Regions from separate parts of the Hordeum vulgare genome. Here region 2 is linked to region 1. A link is a contact called in public Hi-C data. All regions are on one chromosome and are shown on one strand. The core of a region is the stretch at or near the end of the contact, and the rest is flanking DNA. Distances in the headings are between cores, read along the strand shown.

What was found. Hi-C and Micro-C count contacts between places; a contact is called where the count stands out from the background.
Region 2: a contact with region 1 is called in a Hi-C map of seedling, with 4 times the contacts expected there. The contact joins the promoter of LOC123443591 here to the promoter of LOC123443589 in region 1. A contact is called at or near these places in 4 of 6 Hi-C or Micro-C datasets (leaf and seedling).

Annotation. Positions count from the first base shown.
Region 1 is chr3H:238,046,719-238,051,176 of MorexV3_pseudomolecules_assembly, forward strand. LOC123443589 reads right to left here and starts at 1,937. Exons shown (of 9, transcript XM_045120025.1): 1 at 1,411-1,937; 2 at 1,255-1,317; 3 at 1-663. The coding sequence starts at 1,872. It also overlaps the pseudogene LOC123441642.
Region 2 is chr3H:238,660,132-238,664,589 of MorexV3_pseudomolecules_assembly, forward strand. It overlaps LOC123443591, which reads left to right and starts at 1,825. Exons shown (of 9, transcript XM_045120029.1): 1 at 1,825-2,049; 2 at 4,198-4,371. The coding sequence starts at 2,006.

The DNA.
Region 1 (4,458 bases), core at 687-3,186:
GGCCACACTGCCAGCATCAGCATGAGAAGCCTCATCACCTTCTTTTGATGTTAATGGAATAGTGTCTACTAGTTTATCAAGCCACTTATCGCGATAAGTAGCGTTAGTGACAGCTTTATATTTGGCGAGGATGGCATAATGCTTTAGATTATCACTCCCAGGTGTCTCTGCTTTTATGAATTGCTCGGGTTTGCCTGTTGTATCTCTCGACACGTCTAAAGGGTTCGGAGGTCTCTTTCGTAGACCACGTTTATTTGAGAACTGATCAGTATTGTCAGCAGGTACATCTATAGGTTCACGGTCAGGAAGCTGTCCAATACGGTCCACTGTTTTCTTCACGAGGAGATCGATTTCGTGTTGCTTGTTATCCTCATAATCCTTATCTGTTAAGTTCCACAATTTCTTCGCAACTGTGTCATAAACTTTTTGGACAATGAATCCAGGGTGTTCCTTTCGACTGGGAATCTGCTTGTTTAGTGGAATGAAATGGACCACACATTTGTGCATAACTGACTCCGCTGGCACATCATCTATATGAAAACTATAAAATAGCTCTCTTGTGTCACTTGCTGTCCAATTCCCACCACCCTTTTTGTCAGCTTCTTCTGGCCTATAAAACCACTGACCAGTTACTGATAAGCTCCCATCATTTTCTGTTATATCCTGTTCCATGATAAATAAAATAATGAGCATACATCATTAAGAACCAATTGTACCAGAGATGAATAGAAAACAGAAAGAGGTAAAAGAAGTAAGGACAATTGCATTCATAGAACATTCATGCAGCTCTAAAGAGATGACGGATTTTGGCTCCACAACTACTGAGAATAGCCAATGGCCCCAATCATAGAATGCAAGCTAGGCCGTACAAAAATCGCTAGACACAGATCATGACCTAAAGCCTGGTATAAAAGCATTGTTAACCATGGGGAAAAAACACGGGGTAAAGTGCAGCCAAAACCAAGCCTAGAGCAAAGAGCTTAGTGAACATGTGGACTTCTAAATGATGAAGTTCATTTTCAACAATTGACTGCGCTGTGAAACATTGCTAAATTTACAAAAACTACCTAATAATTCAGTAATCTTAGCAAAAAATGAACTACCTACATAGAAATTTTCTGTGACTTCTCTATCTGGAAAAATATGACACGGCATAAAACTACTCTTTGACATGTTAATAACTGGTATCCTCTATATACATGTCAATGCACTAACATCTTAGAAAACCGCAAAATAGCGTCACCAGTCGCAGACCTTGATGATGGCGACATAGGGCTTCTCTTTCTGCTGCTCGGGCGTGAGCAGCACCGGGTCCTCCTACACAAATCCATAACAAAATTTTACAACCTTCAAAAACCCTATAAAATCGAACAGAAAAAAAAGTGTAACAGAAGCAGGGCGGCCGCTTACAAGCTCGAAGGTGTTGCCCTCGTACTCGAAGGAGAAGTAATGCCTCCGTTGTTTCTTCCCCTTGCCGGTCACCTTCAAAGGTTCACCGACGGGTACCGCCTCCGTGCTATCCTCCTCGCGAGACTCCTCCTCCTCCTCTGATTCCGGATTTTTCTCCTCCGGCTCCTCGTCGCTCTCCTCGGCGGGGCGCTTGGGTTTGCGCCCTCTTCGGCGGCGGGTCTGCGTCTCCTCCCGCCTCTCCTCCTCCTCGTTCATCCGCATCTCCTCCAGGTCTTTCTCATCCTCCTCCTCTTCCTGGAGTTCCAGGTCGTCCTCGTCGGCATGGTGACGCTGCTGCTTCTTGGCGCCCGAGGAGGGAGGGGCGGTGGGCTTGGTAGTTCTGAGCGGCTGCGGGGCGGCTCTGTCTTCCTCGTCGTCGTCGTCGCTGGTGGGCTGATGCGTGAACCGGCGGCGCCTCCCCATCTCTCCTGATGGACGATTGGAGAAAGTGGCGCACTCTGGACGGGGTTTCTACCGGGCCTGGGGAGTCGAGTCGAGTCGGCCGAAGCCGGTCGGTGGATGGATATTTTGTGAAAAACTAGAACATGGGCAATTATTGCAATTTTTTTTTTACTGGCAAACCTACATGTTGCAACGGAAAAAAATAAACATGGCTTAAGATTATCTGAAAGTTTGTGTCATACTCCCTCCGTCCGGAACTAAATGTCCTCGTGGTATTTTTTTTTAAACCTCCCTAGCAAATTCCCGACAAACACAACGCTCCTCTGTCGCGCAGGAGATCCCCCGCGCCGGAGATGCCCCACTCCCCTCCGCGTCAGAGATCCCCCGCTCGCCTCCGCATCGGGGATTCCCCGCTTGCCCCCGCGCCGGAGATCCCTCGCTCGCCCTCGCAGCTCCCCCGATCGGCCCACGCCCCCACCGCAGCTTCCCTCACATTTTCCCCCTCCTCTTTCCCCATGGCGAATCACGGTGAGGTCAAGGTTGATTTTTCCCCTCCGGCTCTCCGATCCGCAGCGGCTCAGGCTGCAGATGGAAGTGGCAATAAGTGGGACTAATTAAATCCATCCCACTTAATCATCTTAGTGGATATCCGTTGGACAACAAGAAAATTAAGTGGTCTGTCCCATTTAATCCATTGGTAACCCACCTCACCACCAACTAGCAGCCCACGTTCTTCTCCTTACGGGGTGACGCCATGGCTGCTGCTCATCCACGACCTCGGGCGCAGCTTCGTCGGCCGCGTCGGCGGCGGCCGGTCCAACCTGCGGAGCGCCGGCTCCCCGCGGCCTAATGTTCCATCTCCCGCGGCCGCTCCCTCGCCTCCCGCCGCCGCTCCGACCCTCAACCTCGGCCCGCTCCTGCGTCGATCGCGACGGCGGCGGCCACTCCAGCCATGCCGAGCGTCGGCTCCCCTTCGCTCAATGCTCCAGCTCGCGCGACCGTCCACGCCTCCTGCTGTTCCGACCCAGCCGACCTGAGCAAAATCTGCAAAAGCTCGACCTGAGCATGGACGACTCCAGCAACTCACCCACTCAAGTGCCAGTCCCTGTGAAGGCGCCGAAGATGAGGCCCAGCAGCTCCGGCCGCAGATGAGACACAGCAGCTCCGGCAGGAAGCCCATCCAGTCTGCCTCTGATTCTGCTCTGCTCTGCTCGGTATCTATCGGCGAGGTCGTTGGAGGCCAGGATGCACCGCCACCTGCGGCTCATTGGACAGAGAGAAACAAAGACATGCAATGCCTGTATTGAAACTTGAAAGTGGAAACCCATTTAATCCCACTTATCCCACATAAGTTTTATTGGACTATTGGCTATCACCCACGAAGTTGTATTGGGATTAAGTGGAATGTGGTGGGACGCCCGCTATGAGTCCCACCTGTAGCCTGAGCAGCGGCAGCGCTCTATCTACGGCGGATACTCCCGGTCGAGTGGCATGGCCGGCCGGCGTACCGCGAGGGCCAGGTGTTGGGCGCCTGGCGCTGAGTCCTCCCCTTCGATTCCGTCGCCGTCGTCGCGCTGCCGCCCACGCCTCTACAAGTGGGCCGACCGGCACGACCCCAAGGACGTCCTCCATGTCGTCTTTCGTAGAGTACGTCCATGCTGCTCCCTCCGTGAGCATCTCATTGAATCATCAGTATTGTTGGGTTAGTTTTGATGACAACAAGTAGATGATGCAATCAGTTTATGGGCAAATTAGGTGGTCTTGTATGCAAATCAGTTTATTTTCCTTGATTGCGAATTGAGGGCTGACAGCATCGTTTCCTTTCTGATCATCAGGAACCCGGGGCTGGTGTGTGTGTTGTCGCAGTACAACGACCTGTACACGGTGTTTCAGTTTCAGAATTTTTAACAGGCCTCGGAGCTGATCCAGATGAGAAATGCTCACGTTTGGATGCGGAGGATTAAACTTCTTATATTGAAGTTAAAGAAGAGTGAGGGTGTGATGAGGATGAGTGTAATGCCCCAAGTGTGTATCTTTCCCTTTTTGGAACCTTCCCTTTGTGGGTCCACCTTGTCATTGATATGAGAGTATGATGCATATGATTTCATGTGATGTCACCTTGTTTAATCTTGCTTTGCATGCATGCATCACCATCATTTCTTCCTTGCCTATTGTGTTTGATGCCTTGTGGTCCTATGTGTTGGAGTGATACATGTGATGTGGTGATGTGATGTGTTAGCTTATGTGGGGTGTGCATGTGTTAGTAGGAACCATGTTGGTTTGCACTAGGGTTTTAGAAAACTCCCCCCCCCCCTCTCTCTATTCCATCTCAAGGTCAAGTTTCACTTGATCCTTTTCTGTTTTCAAAATGTCCTTGATTTAGCTTATTTTGTGGTGGAGATGAACATGTGTTTTGCTGTTTTTGAAACTTTGTTGAGAGGGTGCAAATATTCACAAAGTAGCCCAATATATTCTGTTTTGTAAATATTTACTTGCTCCTAAAATCATTTTTCTATTTTTATTAATTAGGGCATATTTTCTTATGACCAGGGGTGCCCTTGTTTCATTTTTTAGCTTTATAGGTTTAGCCTGTGCATTTCTTTCTTT
Region 2 (4,458 bases), core at 575-3,074, 610 kb after region 1:
TTGGGATGCGCGGTAGGCGGGAAACTGACGAGGGCTCGTCCCCTTGTCCTCGCGGCGCTGGTGGAGTGGGACTCGCGCGGGGGCGGTTAGGGTTTGCCCCCCTTGGGGGCTTTATACCCCCTCGGGTGGGCAGGGATGGGATGGTTTTTTTTAAATAATAATATTATTATTATTATTATTATTATTTTAATCTTTTTTATATTTTTTCATTTATTATTATTATTATTATAAAATACTTTTTTTATTCTTTTATTATTTCTGTTTTAAATATATAGAGTTTTAACCAATTTTCAAAATTCCGATTTATTTTTATAAATCATTAGGGGATTTTTCATGCGATCGTATTGAATTTGAAATTTTCCCCATTTGATTTTACTTTTAAATTTCAAATTCAAATTGCTTTGAATAACGCGAGATCAACGATAGGAATTCACGGTGACGTGGCATCATTAGCGTGTGATCACTGTAGCTTAATTACAATCATCACTGTAGTAAAAGCTGAGGATGTCACATACATCGTGCGTCTTGCATTGCTAGTTACCAATCCCGTTTCCGGAGCCCGCCGGTGTCCCTTCGGTCCCAACCACTCTCAATAAGCCTACCCATAGCATTTGTCGTGAGAAAACGACGACACTCAAGCAGTTATATTTGAAATGAACGGAATATGTTTATAAACTCTCATATGTGTTTGAACATATTCCAAATCAATTTAAAACGAGAGAGGTTGATCCTTTGAAAAATAAGCCGATATTGTACGCGTGTGAAGTGAGACTGGCTTCACGGGTATGTGTGCATGAAATCATATGAATAAGCCCAACTGATACAGTCATATGAATAGGCCCAACTGATACAATCAAATGGGTGGGATTCCTTAAAAAAGAAAGAGTACAAAAATACTGTCCTGATGAAGCGGGAATAGAAAGATTTTTTTTATTTCTTTTGTTACTCTTTTTAAGCAAAAGACGCCCGAATATATCATAAAATTATCGATAGATAAATGTTTATTGGATACCTATATTATCTATGTTTATTTTGACCTAAACCCTGCAGCCTTGTTTTCTACTTCCTCCGTTTTAAAATAAGTGTTTTAAGCTTAATACAACTCTATACTAGAGGCAGTGTAAAGTTGAAACAATTATAATTCTATGAAAGGACCAAGAGACTTCATGCCACTGAAATTGAAGGGAAAGATAATACCACTTTAATAGTAGTTCATTACTGCAATTAAAAAATAAATTCTAGTTAACTGTCCCAATGATGAAATACAATGGTTTAAATGAAGAAATGTGTAGAATACAAATATACTCCCTCCGTTCGTAAATATAAATCTTTTTAGACATTATAATAGAGGACTACATACAAAATAAAAAGAGTGAATTTAAACTTAAAATATGTTTATATGCATACGTATGTATTTTAATAATAGAATTTTTGAAAAAGCTTCTATTTAAAAACGAAGGAAGTATAACTTATAACAACTTTTGAGATAACAAGATTCTATTATTGATTAAAGAACTGCCGGTAGATACGGCACCGGTAAAAAGAGCTTTCGGGCGAAGGTTGCTTCACCCACGGCAGGACCTTGCCCAAAACGAAATAGCCTAAAACGAGTTCCGGAGATGTGGTCCATAAGCTTCACACGTCCCAGATGTCATGTAACGAAACTGCATGAAACCCACCCCGTCTCGCGCATATGTGGACCAGATAATTCCCGAAATACTACCACGAAATTTATGCATTCGTGTTATTATTATCCATTTTTATTATCTTTATTATATATATGGAACTCCTATATATCCTATAGTATATATATAATTATGCTGTAGTACTAAAATAGGTGCCCTGCCGACCCGACCGGTCCGACTCGACCCCTTGTTTTGGTTTCTTCTCTCAGCGCCTTTCCCCCTCGTCCCTCTCCTCTCCCCGGATTCCATCCTTGCATCGCACTTCCCCATAGTTTCCAGCATAAGCTGGCGCCCTAATCCGCGCTCACCTGAGGGTGATAATGCTGCAGGAGTTCGTCGACAACGTCATCGCCATCATCAAAGAGTGAGCAACCGCCCCCCTCCCCTATTTTGTTGTACTTGTTCGTCTCTGTCTTGCGCTTAGTTGCGTCGCTTCGAAGCAGCGGTTGGCTAGGGTTGGCGAAACCAGCGAATTAATCCGGGCAATTTAGGGATTTTGAATTGGTTTAAATTATCTGGTGGAGATTCTGCAGTTTGTAGCCTTACAAGTTACAACCAGAAAATAGGTCTTAAGAAGAGATCTAGCGAGAAGAGGGAGCGTGTGCCTCCGACTCTGGGCCCCCCTCACCCCCGCTGGCAGCTCCGGCTGTGGGAGTGAGGGGAACCCGGGACCTTGTTCCGCACTAGCCTAGCTTCTCTTAGTTAGGTATTCGGTTGTTTTCTCGGCTTTCGGTCGTCGTGTTGGTGTTGAGGTAATGACACTCTTCTTCCTCCTCTTTGTGGTGGTGGTGTTGCGGGCAGCCGGCAGCGTCGATGCCCCCTGGCTAGGGAAATCATGTTGGTGGCCGGCCCTTGGTGATGGGGGTGATGTTTCCCCCGGCCGTTTCTACAAAAGCGACGAGGCTGTGGCCTTATTTTCTCCCCTTGGGTGTCTCCCTGATGCGATATATTGCTCTTTGGTTGTTCGTGCTCTCTCTCCTTTGCAGCTGAGTTCTCGCCACCACCTCTGCGAAGCTGGCAGAACTTTTTTCAGGAGTGGTTTGGCTTTGGGATTTCCTATCTACACAAGACTTCTACGATGGCTTCTTATTCTTTGGTGAGTTGGTCCAGCTGGACCTTAGGTGGACTACTTCCCAACCGTAGGGTATAATCTCTGGCCGGCTTCGAAGATGGGAGGGGCAGCAACGGTGGTGCCTTCAGCTCTCGCTGGAGATTGAGTTTCTTTGGCTATCTGAGGACCTGGTTGTAGTTTCATTGTTTTCTAGGATGCCTTGTATTTTTGGAAGTCTTAACATAAATCCATAGCCTTATTCACACAAAAAAAATCACGGCTAGAAATACCATAAAAAGTATGGATATGGTTGGATTATAGTGGATAAACATTGATTGTGTTGGTAAGGACAGTGGATTTCTAGCCCCAAGATTGCAACTGATTTTCTAAGTCTGTAGTGTACGTAGTTAGATGGGTTATCACGTGGAAACTATGTTTTGTGGATTTATTATGACTAACAGTACTTCATACCAGTATTTTTTACATTTCTTACTGACGTGATTAGTAAAAGAAATGTTCAACTTGTGTGTATTTGTAACAGTTCTGACGATTGAAATAATAAGTAGAAAACGGGCGATACCGCTTATTTGCAACTGAATGTGGCTGTGGGTATGTCTAATAAATCATTCGTTTAGATGCATGGCGTCAATAGTGCTGATCGTGTGAATGAAACCATTCGTTTAGATGCTTGAATTAGTCATTTGTTAATGAAACAGGAGATGGTATATAGCTGAAAATATGTTGTTGATTTGTTGTAAGCACTAAAAAAATGTATTATGTAATAAGTTAACATGAGCAAATGATACTCAATTCATAGTTAACTTTAATCTCCATGATGCTGCGCATTTGATAATTATAGCAACAAATGTTGGTGTTCTATTCTGTCTGTTTGAAACAGTTGATGAAGTGTGAAATGTATATACAATATACCGATGAACTTGGTTCTGACAGTTGACATTAGCAATGCTAACTCAGAGCTAAATACTTGCTCTACCTTCTAAATGATGATGCATTGTTAATTCAAAACGTATTATTGCAAAAGAGGAAGATGTTTCCTGGCTTTTCTTATATCAATCTCTGTAGGGTGATTCCAGGAGCATAAACTAAGCTGATTGCTAGTGATTTCTGCACAAATTTCTTTAGGTCCTTGCTTCTTCTAAGATATCCTAACGCTGGCAGCGTGAAGCTTAATTGTATTAGTTTCAGTTTTCATTTCCTTCATACAAGATCAGGAACATCTAGGTTTTAGTTGAGTTGCTCTTTTTGAGCTTTTGTACTTATATACTCCCTCCGTCCTAAAATAAATGTCTTAACCTTAGTATAACTTTGTAGTAAAGTTAGTACAAAGTTGAGACACTTATTTTGGGACGGAGGGAGTAGTTTACACCCACCTAATATCTTATCTGCCTCTTCAGGAAAATGAATATCTGAGTATTTAACTCCTTGTACTTGTTTGGGCAGGTCTGTGAAGACATTCACTTATGAGACTTTGAACAACATTGCGAGATTGATAAATGGAATATCAGCACTCTTGTTGACACTCTTACCTGGAAAAGCCAACATTTTGGAAGGGGTCAGTGGCTGGGAACTTAGGCCCGCATTTCGTGGGCCACGTCTTCCTCGCTGGATGGAAAGGTGAACGCAGTTTCAATTTTGGGCACTTCTCTTTGGTTGCTGGATAGTTTTGAATAGAGTTTTATTTTTTTCATAATATGTGAGCAC